Linked DNA regions of Rattus norvegicus: region 2 is linked to region 1. The links are chromatin contacts, called in public Hi-C maps. All regions are on one chromosome and are shown on one strand. The core of a region is the stretch at or near the end of the contact, and the rest is flanking DNA. Distances in the headings are between cores, read along the strand shown.

The links. A called contact is a pair of places that touch in the nucleus more often than the background predicts.
Region 2: a contact with region 1 is called in a Hi-C map of liver, with 8 times the contacts expected there. The contact joins the enhancer-like site here to the promoter of Rasl11b in region 1. A contact is called at or near these places in 3 of 12 Hi-C or Micro-C datasets (kidney and liver).

What each region holds. Positions count from the first base shown.
Region 1 is chr14:34,371,858-34,374,743 of GRCr8, reverse strand. It overlaps Rasl11b (RAS-like family 11 member B), which reads left to right and starts at 1,494. Exons shown (of 4, transcript NM_001002830.2): 1 at 1,494-1,792; 2 at 2,333-2,389. The coding sequence starts at 1,654.
Region 2 is chr14:34,451,448-34,454,333 of GRCr8, reverse strand. No RefSeq gene overlaps it. Among named protein-coding and RNA genes, the nearest start is that of Dancr, 29 kb to the left of the region's middle. Within about 2 kb of position 1,428, at least 60 of the 93 cell types and tissues checked have an H3K27ac peak or open chromatin away from gene starts, as enhancers often do. A contact at or near this core is called in kidney and liver, where this site is marked.

The DNA.
Region 1 (2,886 bases), core at 245-2,744:
TCCCTAGAAGGCAGCCTTTTACTACGGCTATTGGTCAGCCCGTTTGCCTCACTGATTCCGTTCTTCATCCTAGAAGACTTAACAAGGCCAGTCGCCACGATCTTCCTAGTTCCTCTCCCATTTCTTCACCCCTTCAAACTGTTAATAGATACAGAGTTTGTCACGTTTGCCCTGGGTAGGATGGTTAATTCTCTTCTAATACCTGGTGAATAAAGTCCAGAGCGGGAGGTGATCAAACAAGAAGCTGTGTGTAGAAACTGGAATTAGCTTCTTTTAACCTTTCTACCTTTAATGAGGGTGTACAAAATGTCACTGGCTTTGCTGTATTAGGCACCAAGATAAATGGCCTTGAAGGTTGTAAGGGCGTGGCAGTGGCGATAAAGTAGGTTGCTGAAGTTGGGATCTGGCCAGCAGTTGACTGTGGGGTTCTCTGATGAGAACACCGGGATACTAGGTATTTTATGAGGGCTAGACCCCTCATCTTCCTTGGCATCAAGCCATATTTAACTAACTCTTGCCTTATGACTAGACTAAACGTGGGGCCCCTCTGCCTCGCTGTGAATCCAATCCACGCTGCACTGACTGCTTTTCTTACCTTTCACAGCTCTGGGAGGAGGCATGACTGAATTAGAGATGCACGCTTGTTCTAGGGACGATTTGGTTTGGCTTGGCTTCGCCTCTAAGGATGCAGCACTTGCTTTCCACGTTTGTGCTTTCTTGTGGACTGGCACTATTGGCAAGAACTAGAGCAAAATGGGTATTTTGCCCCCAAGACAAATGCCACATTTTAGGCCAGGGAGGGCTATCTCTTTGTTTATGAATATAGTGATGGGAAAATTGTATAATGCAGGAAAATACTTTGTATGTGGCCAAGCCAGTGCAATGGTGTCTCCAGCGCAGGAGCACAGGACAGGGTCAAATAAGTCAGGGACCTGTGGGATTCTCCGGCAGGTTCCTTGGGTCAGAGATGGAGAAGCCAGTCGGATGTTGGCAGTGGTCAGAGAAGTTAGGGGACCTGGGACCAAATAAGGAGAATGCCTCCGGACTGACCTATGGAGGCCCAGCAGCGAGGTGGGCAGACAAGGATGGGTGAATCTGAGACCACCGCGGATCTGAGACCCCGCAGACAGGACAAGTCTCCCACGAAGGCAAGGACAGATTCCCCCCACGCGGACCTGAGACCCAGCAGACACGGACAGATCCCCCACGCGGATCTGAGACCCCGTGGCCCCACAGCCACCGGTGCGGCCGCGTGCTAGCGCAGCGGGAGCCGGATGGGTCCAGCACGTTGCCACCCTCGCGCCAGCCGCCCTGTTTTCCGTGGATCTCACGGGGCTCCGCACTCGCTTTGGGCCCTCGTGGGGGCGCCGCCTCTTTGTGCAGGCCGTGGGCGGGGCGTGGAGCGGGGCGGCCGGGGATTGGCTGATGGAATGGAGGCGGGGCCTGGGCCAGAGAAAATCCGCGCCCGGGCCGCTGCCAGCCCAGCCGCGAATTGGAACTGCTGAGCCCTTCGTCTAGTCGCTTTCTCCCCGGGGGTTCTTTCCAGTCTCTGCCCGCGCGGCGTCCGACCGGGTGCCCTTCTCTCTTTGCAACGCGAGCCGTCTCCTGTCCTCAACTTCCCTCCCCGCGCGGTGAAGCCCGGCCGGAGCGGCGATGCGTCTCATCCAGAACATGTGTACCATCGCAGAGTACCCCGCCCCGGGCAGCACCGCTGCCGACTGCTGCCTGGGGGCTGCAGGCCGCCGGCTCGTCAAGATCGCCGTGGTGGGGGCCAGTGGCGTGGGCAAGACCGGTGAGTCCAAGCGAGGAACCCGCTTGGCCGAGGGGCGGGACGGGACGGGACCTGGCGACCCGGGCCCGGACTGGAGATGAGAGAGGTGGGCGTTGCAGCGGGATCCTCCGCCCCTTCATGTCCCTGCTTCAGCGGAAGAGGGTCACTGGGGCCCTGAGCGGGCCGCAGACTTTCGGGCCGGAGTAGAACTTTAGGGCTTCTGGCAGGATCTGGGGCGGGATGGGGAGATAGTGACTGTAACCCGTCCTGGAGTTCTGTAAGGTTAGGAAGAAGTTCGCCTGCTGGAAGGTTTAGGTGTGGCCCAAGGAGGGGGCTGGGCCACGAGACCCTTCCCGCTGGCAGAGCCGTAATTCACTCGGCTTCTTCCTCCTCGTGTCTGGCAGAGGGTCAAGGAGCTACAGGATAGGAATTTCCCTCGGTGGCCGGCTGTGACTTTCTTTGGAAGAGTTGTTTTCCAGGTGGGGGTGGGGCGGAGACCCATCTAACTTAGGGGGTTAATGATCAGTCTTTTTTTTTTTTTTTTTTTTTCCTGAATTGCAGCTTTGGTGGTCCGGTTCCTCACTAAACGATTCATCGGGGACTATGAACGAAATGCAGGTGAGGAAACGCACCGAGACAAAGCCTGTTGGGATAGCTGCCTTCATTTCTCAGTGCCTTCAAGGACACTTCCTTCAGAGTGACAGTGTTTAGCATCAGGATTCTGCCACTTCCAATTCTGCACGCCCCCCCCCCCCCCAACCCCCAGCTGCCATCTGGCCTCATTCCATTCCTGGCCCATTCATCATTTTATCAAGTGCCCGAAAGTATCCCTGTGGTATGTTTTTAACTATAGGGACCCCAGTTGGAAACACCCTTTGTACTCCAAGGCCTTTTCCTTTAAAAAAAAAGGGGGGGGGGGCTGCAAAAGTCATAAAAAAAAAAAACCAAACAAACAAAAAACCCAGCCTCGAGCTCCTCCCCCACCCTCTCCCTCTGCTGGCTGCCTTTCAGGGGCGACCTTTCAAAGCAAAGGCCAAAGCAGAACAGTTGTAAGCCTAAACTTCTCTCCTTAACAAAGAAAAATAACTATGATTCTAGTGGGGAGAGCTCCTGAA
Region 2 (2,886 bases), core at 179-2,678, 80 kb before region 1:
AGTGAGCACTTTGTCACTGAGCCATACCTCAGCACAATTCCTCCATATGGCAGCCTATTGTCCAGCAGCATTTGCTTGTGTTACCGTACGTAGCCCAGGATAGTCTTGAATTCAATAGGTAACTGAGCTTAGTCTCAAATTTGCAGCAGTCTCCTGTCTGAGCTTCCCCAGGGCTGGGAGGGCAAGCAGGTGGCACCATTCTTGGCTTCCAAAGCTTACTTTAAAAAGGGATGTTTTGCTGGGTGTGTAGCGGTATATGCCTATAATCCCAGTACTTGGGAGATGTATGCCAAAAGATTGGGAGTTCAAAGCTAGACTGGCTACAGAAGACCCTGACTCAAAAAAAAAAAAAAGAAGGTAAGTAAGGACCAAAACTCCAAAGATCTTTGTTTCTGTGGGAAAAGTCTAGATTTGGGGAGTATGGGTGGGGTAGGGTGTTGAGACAGGGTTCCTCTGTGTAGCCCTGGTTATCTGGCTAGCCTGAAACTTGCTCTGCAAACCAAGCAGGCCTCGAACTCACAGAGATCTGCCTGCCTTTGCCTCCTGAGTGCCGGGGCTTAAAGGCATGCGACACTATTGCCTGAATAGATTTAAGAGACAAAGTTCAGGCCGAGAGTCATTAGAGTATAGTATTTGTCCCCCGCCACCCACCCCCCCCCCCGAGTTCTTTCTGTTTCCTTTGTCCAAGGATTAAGAAAAGTAGAGGGGATGGAAGTTGAATGACCTGTGTCTTTGCCTTGCTAAATTTGCTATACTGAGCGTGGAGGGTCAGAACTGGAAATGGACAATGCCAACTTCAGTGTTTTAAGATGCCAAGACACCAGGGAGGTTTCCATGGCCCTCACTGAGCTAAGATCGGGACTCCATTGGCTGTAAGTTCATACAATCTTTTGCTCTTGGAGAAAGGATAAACAACTTGAGGCATTTGTGGGGTGGGAATTCCATGCTCTATTTTACACCCTAATGAAGAGCTAAGCACACTCACTGTCTCAGTCAGCCAGTGCCAATGACTACAGAGTACAAAAAGGTATTTTTTATATGGTTCTGGTGGTTGGGCAGGGTTAGTGTGAATTTATCACTTGTGCTATGACTTCGGAAAAAGCTATCCCAAGGGTGCTTACATTGGATGGAAGTTTCTTCTAGTTCAGCTGTGACTTCTTCCAAAGAGTTTTGCAATGGATTTCTGTGTCAGCCCTAAAGGGCATAGGAACAGGTGATTTGGGTGTTTTTCTTTTCTTTTTGTTCGTTTGGTTTTGTCTTTGTAAATAGGTTGTCTCTGTGCAGCCCTGGTTGTTCTGGAGCTCGCTCTGTAGACGAGGCTAGCCTCGAATTCTCAGAGGTTCACCTGCCTCTTGCCTCCTGAGCGCTTGGATTAAAGGAGTGCATATGCCACCACTGCCCTGTTGGGGGTGTTTTCCTTTGATTTCTTTTAAAGCGAATGTCAGCTCCAGTCGCTGAAGCAGACGTGCTCAAGAACCCTCCAGATGTATCGGTGTCCACACATGCTCAGGGCTTGGGCCATTCCATTCGCTCCAGGCCAGGAAAATACCCGCTCCTTGGAGCCCGCTGTGATATTGAGGACAGCCCTGGGGGATCGGCGCTGCTGTGGCCAAGCGTCAGCGTGCCAAGGGTGCCCTGCTCCTTCGTTCTGACCGCAGAGCTCTGATCCGGGCGAACAAAGATCACGGGGACAAGGAGCCGTCCTGATGCCCAAACCAGGGGGTACTCCCTGCCCAGGACCCTAAACCCAGGTTGCAACCACACTTTGACCCGAAGCCGGCAGGGCGACTGGGCGGGGCGTAAAAAGGTAACCAATCAAGGTAGAGCACAGCGAGCATCTGGCCAATCCCAGAGGTGACTCAGGGCGTGGCCTGCGTACGTTATAGTCAGTTCTGAGGCCTGACTATTGGCTGCTAGGGTTGTTCTTTCTGGCCCCCTCCAGCTCTGGATCTGAAGAAGCCTTGGAGCATTTCGAGTGCCCTTCTCTGAATGCCAGGCCACCAAACCGAACCCAACAGGCTCCCACCACACTTTGGTCCTGGAAGATCTGGCGCTCTCCGTGGGTTTTCGCGATTGCTCTGTTTGTACCTGTGCGTCTGGGGAAGGCTTTGAGTCCCGGCTTCCCAGCTTCTAGAGCTACTGTAGTTCACAAAGCTCTGGGCTCCACCCCTAACATCACATAAACTAGTGGTAGTGATGCAAGCCTGTAACCCCAGCATTCAGTGGACAGTGGGAGGGAGATCCTGGTTTAAAACAGGCTGGCTTGACAGACGCTTGTCTTTTTGTTTGTAAGCCTAGTTTCAATGGCTAAGCCATCTCTCTAGCGCCCCCCTCAATGGAGTGACCAAAGAAGACACCCACTATCAAGAGTCTCTGGCTTCTATATAAACATGCGCATATGTGAGCCCCAACACATGTGAACACGCACACACACAACACACACACAAGCAAAAAAAGAAAAAAAAAAAAAGCCCCTTCGGTAGAAGTGACAGCATTGTGTGGTGACGTTGTCCGACCATGATGCGATCAGAGATCATGTCGAAGCACTGCAAATCAACCTGGGAGCAAACAGTGAAAACAGTGAACAGTAAAGACAGTAAAAAGTCCAACGCTTTGACCCTGGGCTGTGGAACTGCTAGCTTAGCGGACAGGTGTGAATGTAAAACCCTTTTTAAGGATGTAAAACTATCACTCAACAAGAGACATTATGGGACAATGGAGGGATGGCTCTGTGGTTAAGAGCATTGGTTGCTCACGTAGGCTCACTTCCCAGCACCACAAGGCTGCTCTCAACCATCAATAACTCTAGTCCCAGGATCTAATGCCCTCTTCTGGCCTCCTCAGGCATCAGGGCACTCACATACTTACTGTGCAGACATATAGACG